Regions from separate parts of the Sus scrofa genome. Here region 2 is linked to region 1. The links are chromatin contacts, called in public promoter capture Hi-C maps. All regions are on one chromosome and are shown on one strand. Each heading gives the region's core, a stretch centred on a gene start, on an enhancer-like site or on the middle of the called end of the contact. The rest is flanking DNA. Distances are from core to core; before and after follow the strand shown. Region 1 overlaps UPB1 (beta-ureidopropionase). Region 2 holds the start of SUSD2 (sushi domain-containing protein 2).

Region 1 (5,096 bases), core at 1,372-3,871:
CACAAGCATCACAGCTTCCAGAAGGATCCATCCCCTTCCCTGGCATCTCCTGCTTCCTGTATCAGAGCCCCCATATGCACATGAGCATGCACACATACACACCCGCGCGCACACACATGCACACACGCACGCACAGATATACACACATGGTCACATGCATACATGTTCATATGCAGGCGCACACATGCATGTGCTATAGGTTGACAGGGTATTCTCATTTGGAGCGTCCCACAATTGTAAGCACCCCAGAGAGGCAAAGAGCTTTTGATAAACGGAGTCATTCTGACAATCCATGCAGCCCGTGTGGTTGAAGGTTTCTGCCACGGGTGCATGTTAATCAGAAAGTCAGTCCCCCCACCCACCCCTCGCTGCCTTTAGCCTTCCCACTGTGATCCTTTTTAGTGCCCTGTAGATGCTGCATTGCGAAGGTGGCAGGTGTCCCCCATCTCCCTGCTGGGCTCACCAGGAACCTCTGGCTTGTTTTGAGAGCCTCCATTTTATTGCCCAAGCTGTGGGCTTGGGTCCCACACTCTGCACCCTCCCTGGAGAATTGCCAGAAAGATGTTTTATGGCATTCACCCTGCAACTGTCTGTTTAATTCCTGAAAATGTCAGTGTTGGGCGTGTTTCTGTAGAAATCCTTTCTTCAAAGTTTTGTCAGCTTGACTTAGCAGCTGAGGGGAGAAAGGCAGCAAAGTGAGGTCCCTCAATCAAGACTGTGGGGTTTTTTTTTCCCCCAAAGTAGTGAATCCTCCTGAGAATTAGACTTGTGACAACCACCCCCCCACCCTTTCCACCTACTCACTGGTTTCAACCAGGTGCAGGCTGACAGGAGGAAGGTTCCAAGGCTCTCTCTGCTCCCAGCACTCAGTGTTTCTAAGTGGGCATCACATCTGTCAGTCCAGAATCCTAATGAGATTGTTCCCCAGACAGGAGGAGATAATTAGTGACAAGAAGGCCCACCGACTTCCATGGAGTGTTTTCGTTGGTGGGCTGGAGAAGAACACGGTGTCCAGTTGGGGTGAACTCTTTTTTTTTTTTTTGGTCTTTTTAGGGCCACACCATGGCATGTGGAGGTTCCCAGGCTAGGTGTCAAATAAGAGCTGCAGCTGGGAGCCTACACCACAGCAATGCCAGCTCCGAGCCACATCTGTGACCTATACCACAGCTCATGGCAATGCTAGATCCTTAATCTACTGAGTGGAGCCATGGATCAAACCCACATCCTGGAGTTTTCATCATGAATCAGTGGTTAACGAATCTGACTAGGAACCATAGGGTTGTGGGTTCAATCCCTGGCCTCGCTCAGTGGGTTAAGGATCTGGCGTCTCAGTGAGCTATGGTGTAGGTCGCAGTCGCAGCTTGGATCCCGAGTTGCTGTGGCTGTGGAGAAGGCCAGAGATTACAACTCCATTCAACCCCTAGCCTGGGAATCTCCATATGCCGAGTGTGTGGCCCTAGGAAAAAAAAAAAAAAAACAAAACAGCCAAACCCACATCCTCATCGATAATAGTTGGGTTCTTAACCTGCTGAGCCACAACAAGAACTCCAGACTTTCGGACTGTATTCTGTCCTTGGTAGGTGCTGGACCAAGGAGGCCTGCAGCTCAGCTCTGCCTTATGGATGACTCCTCCCTGGGCCAGTGGGAGAATCTGGGGGTTCAGGAGAGGGAAAGAGGGGATGCTGGGAAATGGGGGCTAGAGAAGGGGAGGTGATGTCTGTGCAGTGGCTACCCTGCTCTCAGCCTGAATCCTTTCCAGGTTCACTCTGTTTCAACGTGAAATCTCCCCCTGTAGAGACCGCTTTGCGAGGCAGCACAGCAGGGCAGGGATTGGGGCGGGCTGTGAGAGCCTCTCAGGGCTGGGCTCCAGCCCCCAACCCCCTCTGACATTTACCAGGTGAGGCTTGGCCCAGCCTGGAAGGTGGGTTGCAGAAGCATCATCCGCCTGGTCCTATAGTCCTCACAACCTCCTTTTGAGGACGTTTCAGAGAAGGAGACTGAGTCAGGGTGGGGCCCTGACCCAAAGCCGCTTCTGCAGCTGACCTTCTCCAAAAGGCTGCTTTGGCGGAGTTCCCATCGTGGCTCAGTGGTTAACGCATCCAACTGGGAACCATGAGGTTGCAGGTTCGATCCCTGGCCTTGCTCAGTGGGTTAAGGATCCGGCATTGCTGTGAGCTGTGGTGTGGGTTGCAGACGAGGCTTGGATCCCGCGTTGCTGTGGCTCTGGCATAGGCCAGCAGCTACAGCTTCAATTAGACCCCTAGCCTGGGAACTTCCACATGCCTTGGGAGCGGCCCTAGAAATGGCAAAAAAAAAGGGGGGGGGCTGCTTTGGCTTGACCATGGGAAAAACTGGCCAGTCTGTGGGTCCTCCTGGCCATCCCCACCACAGGCCTGGAGGCTGCCAACCAAGTCTGGCTAGGAAGTCAGCAACCTGCTTCCTCCCCTCCTCTCTCACAGTGAGTCCCTGTGGCCAATCGAGGCCAGAAATGCAGCCATTGCCAATCACTGCTTCACCTGCGCCATCAACCGTGTGGGTGAGGTGAGTCCCTGAGGCCTGCCCGCCTCCCCAGACCTCCTGCAGGGGAGGGAACAGAGTGATAAGCTGCTGCGAAACCCCTGCTGGTGGGGGCCCAGCCTCTTCACACTGGCAAAAGCCGCAAGGGAAAGAACTGCTATTGCTGTGGAGCTGCTGGGGCACCGGATGTCACACCTCCTCTTCCCCTCCCCCTGCCCCTATGCCCCACCTCCCAGGATCCCCAGAAGGGGACAAACAGGCTTGGCCTATCACTTTGAAAGGTATCCCTGTCCTTCCCCTGTTTCAGTCTGTTCTTGTTTTCAGCTGAAACCTCTTTGAAAGGCTCTCCCCCTCTCCTCCCCATTCCCAAGCTCCCAGGTTCTTCTTTCCCCTCCCGTTGACCTCAGGCATCAAATGATTCTGACTATAAACACCATGTATTTATTACATAACAGTCCTCTTCCTCATTCTTGCTAATCAGATGTCAGACTCTAATCAGAGCATCTGAACAGTCTGAGATAACCAGGGTTTCCATCCTGAGTAGGTCTAATTTCTGGCAGGGTAAAGAAACTTGGAGTTTTTATCGGGCTGCATAATCCCAGCCCAGCTGGACACACAGTTTCTATTAGGCTTCAGGAAGCTATTGAAAGCTCTGTGCGGACACCTTCTTGCTGCCTTCACAGACTCCAGGCTGGGCTCTATGACCCCTGCAGATGGATCTCAGCCGCCCTGTGCACCCCTGAGAAGCCCTCTCTGCTCTTCTCTCTGCTCTCTTTGCTCCCAGCAGGTCATCATTTCCTGGGTCTCCCCTGGCCGCCCATTGTCCCTAGGCTGGGCTTCAGCAGGGCCTTGGACATGTCCTGTTGACTGCCCAGTGCAGGCCCGTCCTCGGCTATTTCCCAACTCCCGTGCCCCAGCCTGTGGTCCATGGACGTCACAGTGGTGCCCCCTATAGGGGTAATTATCTTGGTTTTATTTGCCAGGAGCGCTTCCCCAATGAGTTCACCTCTGGAGATGGGAAGAAAGGTATGTTCCCGGACTTTCCCTGGGGCTGCATTTGAGGAGTGGGCCCCTGCCTCCTCAGGGGCGGGTCTGCCCAACACACCCTGTCTGCACAGCTGTGCTGGTGTCCACCTCATTCCCCACGCGAGGGTGAAGTAGTGATTGTATCAGCCTCCACCCCTCCCCGGGACTGGGGGGAGGTGCGTTGAGGTTGGGGAGTCCATTGTGAGTGCCCCGAGATGGGGGATGGCGTTATCCTTCCTACAGACCCTGCTTCCCCTTGCTTCTTCCTCGTCAACACCCCTCACCCCAAGGCTGTGTGGATGCCCCAGAACCCAGCACAGTTGCCTTGGGTTCTTAGAATCCATAGATTGTTTTGATCTGAGGGCAGGTCCCACCTCACCTCTGTTAGGAAACAGCAGGGAACTCCTTTAACCCCCTCTGGCCTGGAATGTGGAAGAGGACCACCCCCCTCACCAAGGAGATGTCTGAATTAGCTCTCAGTGTCCCCTGAAGCAGAGGGGGCAGAGAGGGTCTGTCTCCCAGGAAATGACTTCCTGAAAGGGTTCCAGAATCCCCCGCCCCCGCCCCCCCCCCCCCCCCGTACCTTGAGGCCCAAGAGGTCTCCAACCTACTTAGCTCCCTTCAGTGAAGCGAGCCTGCTGGCACCTGCTGTGTCCAGGCCCCTCCTGGACCTTGCAGGGTGCCCACATGTCACCCCCTTTATTGGAGAGGGGACAGAGGCATGGCGGGGGTGAGGGTGACACAGCTGGCAAGGCTAGTGCAAGCAGAGTCTGAACTCACCGTGCGAGGCCCCCACAGGAAGCAGGTCACACAGGAAGCCCTGCAAAGCCACATGATTCCTGGGCCCCGGGTGGCAGACACTGAAGCCAGGGGCCAGTACCTCTACAAGGGTAACCTTTAGATAGGTTCCCAGGGGCAGAGGTGGGGGCATTGAGGGTGACTGGGAGCCACTGGGCAGCCGCTGGGGAAGGTGGCGTGGACCCTTCGTCCTGGGCGGCACTCTGTCTCGCCTCTCTGCAGAGTCACCCGTGTCTGCACTGCTCACGGGCCTTCCTGTGCTCCTTCCCAGCTCACCAGGACTTCGGCTACTTTTATGGCTCGAGCTACGTGGCAGCCCCTGACGGCAGCCGCACCCCCGGGCTCCCGCGTAACCGGGATGGGCTGCTGGTTGCTGAGCTCGATCTCAACCTCTGCCGGCAGACAAGTGACATCTGGGGCTTCAAGGTGGGTCCCGAGTCTCCTGCTCCCCGAAGTGGGCCTGTCCTGCTCTCAGCACTCCTGGCTTCAGGGACAGTGCATCAGTGGGGCAGAGGGCCAGAGCTGTGTGCAGGGCGGGAACCACAGGGTCCAGTGGTGCCCAGCCAGCAGGCCTCAATAAATTCTCCACTCATCTGATTTAGATTCTGGGTGCCTTTGAGCAAATTAATCTCAATTTCATTTGTCTCTGGAGAATAGAGTGGATTGGCCTCTCTAATCCTTTTTTCCTTTCCAGGCCTTTGCACTTATCACAAGATAAATGTGCATGTCTGGCTCTGCCTGTGGCCAGACCCCGA
Region 2 (5,802 bases), core at 2,613-5,112, 130 kb after region 1:
GGGCTCACCTGGCTTGCACGGAGCGAACGCAGTGCACAGCCCCTGGGTGATAGGTGCACACGCTGCCATGCTCCACGTCACAGCCATAGTCCGTCTGCAGAGCAGCTGGTTGCTGTCACCTGCATTGGGCTCTGCCATCCCTTCCCTGGGAGCCAACCTCTCAGGGGCCCTCAGACCCCAGCATCACCTCCCAGGCTTCTACCTTCCTCCCCCTGCACTGTCTCTTGCAGTGGGGCCATGTGCCTGGTAGGGCAGCTGGCCCCGACTGACCTCCCCCAATCCTGGCCGTGATGGGGTTGGGGGCTCACGTGGAAGCGGCCAGAGTCAGCCCGGGCCTGGGCCAGGGTGCAGGGGCAATCGGGAATCTCCTCCAGGAAGTTGGGCAGCTGATCCTCCAGCTCCTCCCAGGCCAGGCACTGAGCACGGGCCCAGGCCACAGGGTCAGCCCTGAAGTCATCGCCCAGGTGCCAGGCCAGTGCGTGCTCATTGGTCCAGAGTGCTTGCACATCCCTGTGGAGATGCGCACACACTAGGGACCTCCCTCCCCACCCTTGCCCCTGGCTCCCCATCTAGCGTGCGGGCAGTGGGGAGACAGCCTGGCCCATCCTCTGCAGGGAGGCCCTTACTTCTCCCCCACGTGGTGTTTGCTGCTGATGATGCGAAGGGCACCCACTTTCCACCTCTGGTAGTTTTGAGGGGCAGGTTGTGGTGTGAAGGTGAAGGAGCCGGAGTTGGGGATGTTAGTGGCCAAGGGGTACAGGTATGACCATGCTGCTGTCCATGCCTCTGAGTATGGCTTCCCTGGGGAGAGAAGGCCTCATCAGCCCAGGGCCTGTCTAAGGACCCCTGGGGCAGAGGAGGTGACAGGCACCAGTCTTTGGTGCTCAGAACAGCCTGGACAATGGACAGAAGTATGGACAGATGTCCTCCCACAGGCGGGTCTGTGCTGCAGGGTGAGGGAGACAGGCCTGGGGCAGCCAGCCAGGGGCTCAGGGAGGATGGGGCGGGGCAAGCTTTTTCTGTTTCCAGGACAAGACTTGTGTCCAAGAGCTGAGAATGTCCATACCTCCCCCAGAGCTGGTGCCCAAACAGCCAGGGGACCCAGCCTCCCTGTGCCTCTCCAGCTCGTTCCCCTTTATGCCTGCAGTTTTCTTGCTCAAAATCCCCACCCGGCTCTGCTCCCCCTAAGCTGTTATCCCCTCTCCCACCCCCAAACTCTGGTCCCCACCAGGCCCCGCAGAGGCGGCCTGGAGAGGCGCTCTGCTGGCCTCACCCGTCTCCTCGTAGCCCCAGAGCTCGACAGTGATGGAGTTGGTGGGCAGAGCCGAGGTGTTCCAGGTCAGGGTGAGGTTGCCCAGGGTGCCTTCCGTGCCGTAGTACTGCCAGCGGGTCTCATTCACCAGCTGGCTCTTCTCCGACTCTGATACTTTACTGGGATGCACTAGGCAGGGGAGGTGAGGGGTGAGCACAGGCCCGGGGCCCAGTGTCCAGGGGAGGAAGCCCAGGGCTCTTAGAGGGTGGGGACCTTCCAAGGCAAAATGTGACATTCTCATTGGAGCGATGGTCTCCCCAGACCCTCAGGACAGGAAAGTCAGGGCCAGCAGAGGTGGGGCCCTGCCCTCAGTCCTCCTGGCTTCCCCTCTCCCGCTGGCTGAGCCCACCTCTCAGCCCCACTCCCTCTGGGAGTTCCAGTGCGGTGTGGGTGCCAGCGGGTGGGGAAAGGAACTTGGGGAACCTGCACCCCTGTTGTCGGGCGGGCCTCCAGCAGGACTGGTTCAGCCAGAGCGGGCCAAGTGTGCATAGATTAGAGCTGGGGAAAGTCCCTGCGGAGGACCCGGGCCTGGACCAGCTTGTTGGGCTCACCGGCCAGCCAGTTGCCAGAGCGTGGGAAGGAGCGGCCATTGTCCATGGAGAGCGTGAAGGGGATGCGGCCAGTCTCATAGAGCAAGGGCGACACGCAGTGCACGCGTCCCGAGGGGTCCACAAAGCCGCGGGTCTGGATGCTGTCCTTAAAGCTACGAAGGGCAGAGGCAGGAGAGGCTGGGCCGGTGAGGGTTGACTGTCCCTCAGGCTTGTAGCCTCCTCCCCAGGGAACCCAGCCAGCCAGTGTCCCTGTCCTGGGTCTGGGCCTCTCACCTGCAGATCACACCCTCGGTGGGGTTGGACCAGTTGAGGTGCTGCACCACAAAATCCTTGCCGCCCATCACGGAGCCTGAGTAGGGAGAGACCTCCAGGCAGAAGCTCTGGATGTCCGAGCAGCAGCTGGCCAGGCCAAAGCAGGTTGGGTGGCAGGAGCACGGCCCATCCCGGACTCCACAGCGGTGGGAGCAGCTCCCCTGGGCACCTGGAGGAGAAGCCCTTAGTGCCTGCTCCGGGCACCCCATGCACAGGGCCCACGTCTCCGTCCCCAGGGGCAGGCCAGCCTGGAACTGCACTGACCACTATGTGGACACAGTGGAAATGCCCAGGGCCCATGGATGGGGTCATGGTTAGTCCAGTTGGCCTGACTGGCTAGAATGAGAGGGCATTCAGGTAAATGCCTCCTGACATAAAACTTTTCAGGAGGAGCCCTGAGGTGGGACTGACCCTCAGCCACCAAGTCCTAGACCTGAGAGCCTCCTCAGATGGCTGTAGGTGCCTGACCTCTAGATGTGGGCTGGGGACCTCTCTCTACCCCTGAAAAGAATCAGTGCACCGGTGGCCTGGAGAGGGACCCCAGCCTGGCTTGCTTGGTCTGGGGACTGGGGCTGTGGCTACTGAGAATCCCACTGGAAGCCCAGGAGGCCCTATCTCACTCTGCTGGGTGGTGAGGGTCACCAGTTATGGCCTGGAAGGGAGCCCACCCCTCTCTTAGGGGAGAGGAGTGTCAGACCCCACAGAGGTCAGGGGTCTGACCCAGGGGAGAGGGCAGGGCCAGGATAGGGGAGAGGGTGATGGGGGGGTGCTGCGGGGGGTTGGAGGCACTCCTAATCTGGCTCTTCCCTGCCACCCCCTAAAGGGCCAGTCAAGGGCCAGGCCTGGGCCTGAGTCACCACTGCAGCCCACTTCACTCAGTGCAGGGCTTGGCACTCAAGAGCTTCAATAAATATTTATTGACTGAGGATGAGATGGCTTGAGGGATTAGGGGAGGAGGCCAAGGGATGCCGGTAAGTGAGATAAGTGCCAGGAGGGTGTTGGTGCTTCCCTGAGATGGGAGATAGGCTGGGGAGGGGGCTAGGGAGCTGGGGAAAATCAGCTCAGCCCAGCCCAGCGCAGTGGAAGGGCCAGGGTCCTGGCTCAGGAACTGAGTGCAGCTCCGGGAGGCATGGGCCTTACCCTGGACTTTCTGGGGTCCAGCCCACCCTGAGAAGTACCCACAGCCCTACACCTGGCCAGGCAGGGGGCCCAGTGGGGGTGGGGGCTCCTCCATGTATAAACACACCCTCCACAGGCTCGAGGTGTGGGCCGAGGCTCACACGGCCTGGTGCCCTCCCTCCCCCACCGCCTCTGGGCTCCCAGCCAGTTTAGGGTGGGCACGGCCTGGATCCCCCTCCCCACCAACAGCCCCTTGATCCTGGGCTTCTGAGAATTTCTTCTTACCACCCCCGGTAGCGTCAGATGGACCGACAGATGGACAGAGGCTGAGGCCAGGGAGGTTTAGCCTGGGTCTGGCTACAGCAGGCAGACAGACAGAGTGACAGGGGGTCAGAAGGGCAGGGTGAGGGCATACCTGCTGCAGGCCAGGGGCCTGGGCCGGGGGCTGTCGCCAGCAGCAGCAGGGCCCAGAGCAGGAGGGACAGCTGCATTGTGCGGCCTGTGTCTGCAGCCAGCGCAGCAGTGGCTGGGAGGTGGCGGCGCTCCCTCCCCATGGCCTGGCCCCGCCCCGTGCTGCAGCCCCGCCCCGCCCCACCCTGTCCCCTCTCAAAGTCCACAGGTGCCGGATGGGCTAGCAGAGCCCAACCTGCTCCGTTAGCACATTCCTGGCCCTCCAGGCCTGCGACACAGGGGAGGGAGCTGAGCGTCCTGGAGCCGGATGTCCGGAGGCTGCAGCTCAGGCCCTGGACCCCAGCCACTTTCCCCGCCCTCCTCTAGGGGGGCAGGCGGAGCTCCCACAGGGGATGGGATACTGCCTTGGGGGTGAGGCAGGGTTGTCCTTGAAATCCCAGGATTCTAGCGCCACCCCTCCCCCCGCGCCCCGGGGGCCCCAGGCCAGAGGACTCGTACCCCAGCTTCCCTGCAGGTAGCGGTATGCCCAGGTCCTCCCCACAGCCTGGCCAGGTGAGGAAGCAAGTACTTTTGCACTGGGGCCTGCACTGTGTGGGTGCTGGTGGAGGGCGCCCTCCTGGGGAGGGCGGGAGCTGTCAGACATAGCTCTGCAGGGGATCCCCCTTGAGGGAGGAGGGGAAAGCAGAAGAGGGAGGGGCACGGCCCCTGGCTACTTAACCCTGGAGTGGGATGGGGGTGAGATGGGGAGCTGAGCCCAGGATACTGGTTTCCCTTGGAGGGACTCCACTGGGCTCCTAGGAGATTCCATTAGGAAACAGGCTCAGTCAGGCTCCAGCTGTGCCTCTGCCCTGGGCTGGGGACCAGGAAAGGAGCCGCCCAGCGCCACCGCCCAATGCCAGCACCCCTCTCCTTTCACTGCAGAGTTTGCATAATCTCTTGTTCACCTCCCTCCCACTAGTACAGGTGAAGAAACTGAGGCCCAGACAGCAAAGCAGGGAGGGGCGGTGAGGTCTCCCTGGAGATGGTTTCTGCAAGCTCTATAGCAGGTGGGGTGGGAGTGGGGTGGGGAAAGCACAGGCCTGGGACTCAAGTGGGCCCTGCTACCTAGGCTGGGGGTCTGGAGAGGCAGACAGCCCTCTCCCCAGTGGCAGTTTCTCAAGGAGACAGGTTCCTGGACCCCTCAGTGGGGCATGGGCCTAGGTCACTAGGCTGTGACCAGCCTTGGCTGTGGGGGGTCAGCCAGCATTTTGCCCTGGTCACCGCCCCTCAGAGCCGGCTCTCTCACAGATGGCTGGGCTAGTTGGGAACCACAGCTCCCAACTGCATGACTGAGCACCTGGGGTACCCTTCGAACAGGTACCCTGGGTGTGGGCACTGAGGCCTAGCCTGGGGGCTGGTGCTGGGACTCACCTGGGCCTCAGGGCTCAGGAAACGAATGTTCCGGGTGGGTCTGAGGTGTCCTGCGTCCAAGTCAAGAGGGGCTCTAGGCTGATCCCAGGAAGGGGGTGTGAGGGCCTGGGGGAAGGTAGCCATCTTTTCACAGCCTGCACTCTGTTGGTGCCTTAAGAGGGTTGGAAGCAGGAGTGCAGCGTGTGGGCCCTGGGGATCTGCTGGGTAAGTGCTGCCCCCTCAGCCTCTGTAGCCATGAGACGGGCCTGAACCAGGATGGGTTTGGTGCTTCTGGGTTCCCAAAGTGGCTCTGCCAGACCTAGTCTGGGGACCCTGGTGGTGCTCAGCCTCTTGGGCCTTTCTTCCTAGAGGGTCCAGCCCATGAGGGCAGTAATGAGGATCTCTGCCCCCATCCTGGACAAAATGCCGTTCAGGGGAGGCTCCAGCCGTGGGGGTGGTGGCCAAGCCTCACAGCACCGAGAGGCTGGACAGTGTGGAGGGTGGGCTGGACCTCTAGAAACCTATGCTTCCCCACACAAGATGGGCTGGGAGCTGGGACAGCAGGGCTAGCATTAAAATGGTTGTTTTGGGGGGTTTCTGTTCTAGTGCACCCAGTAAGGGATCCGGGGTCTCTGCAGCAGCTTGGGTTCAACCAGAGGCCCGGTACTGTGCTTGGGTTAAGGACCTGGTGTTGCCACATAGCTGTGG

Evidence for each region. Promoter capture Hi-C pulls out the DNA fragments that hold promoters and counts their contacts.
Region 2: a promoter capture Hi-C map of liver shows a contact between it and region 1, with 2.4 times the contacts expected there. The contact joins the promoter of SUSD2 here to the enhancer-like site in region 1. A contact is called at or near these places in 1 of 5 promoter capture datasets (liver) and 7 of 47 Hi-C or Micro-C datasets (alveolar macrophages, fetal liver, fetal skeletal muscle and 4 more).

What each region holds. Positions count from the first base shown.
Region 1 is chr14:49,554,735-49,559,830 of Sscrofa11.1, forward strand. UPB1 (beta-ureidopropionase) reads left to right here. Exons shown (of 10, transcript XM_001929254.6): 7 at 2,460-2,541; 8 at 3,501-3,543; 9 at 4,613-4,767. Among named protein-coding and RNA genes, the nearest start is that of UPB1, 24 kb to the left of the region's middle. Within about 2 kb of position 2,622, at least 12 of the 83 cell types and tissues checked have an H3K27ac peak or open chromatin away from gene starts, as enhancers often do. A contact at or near this core is called in alveolar macrophages, liver and omental adipose tissue, where this site is marked.
Region 2 is chr14:49,679,881-49,685,682 of Sscrofa11.1, forward strand. It overlaps SUSD2 (sushi domain-containing protein 2), which reads right to left and starts at 3,863. Exons shown (of 16, transcript XM_013983126.2): 1 at 3,710-3,863; 2 at 2,137-2,344; 3 at 1,864-2,015; 4 at 1,274-1,441; 5 at 627-801; 6 at 309-510; 7 at 9-94. The coding sequence starts at 3,848.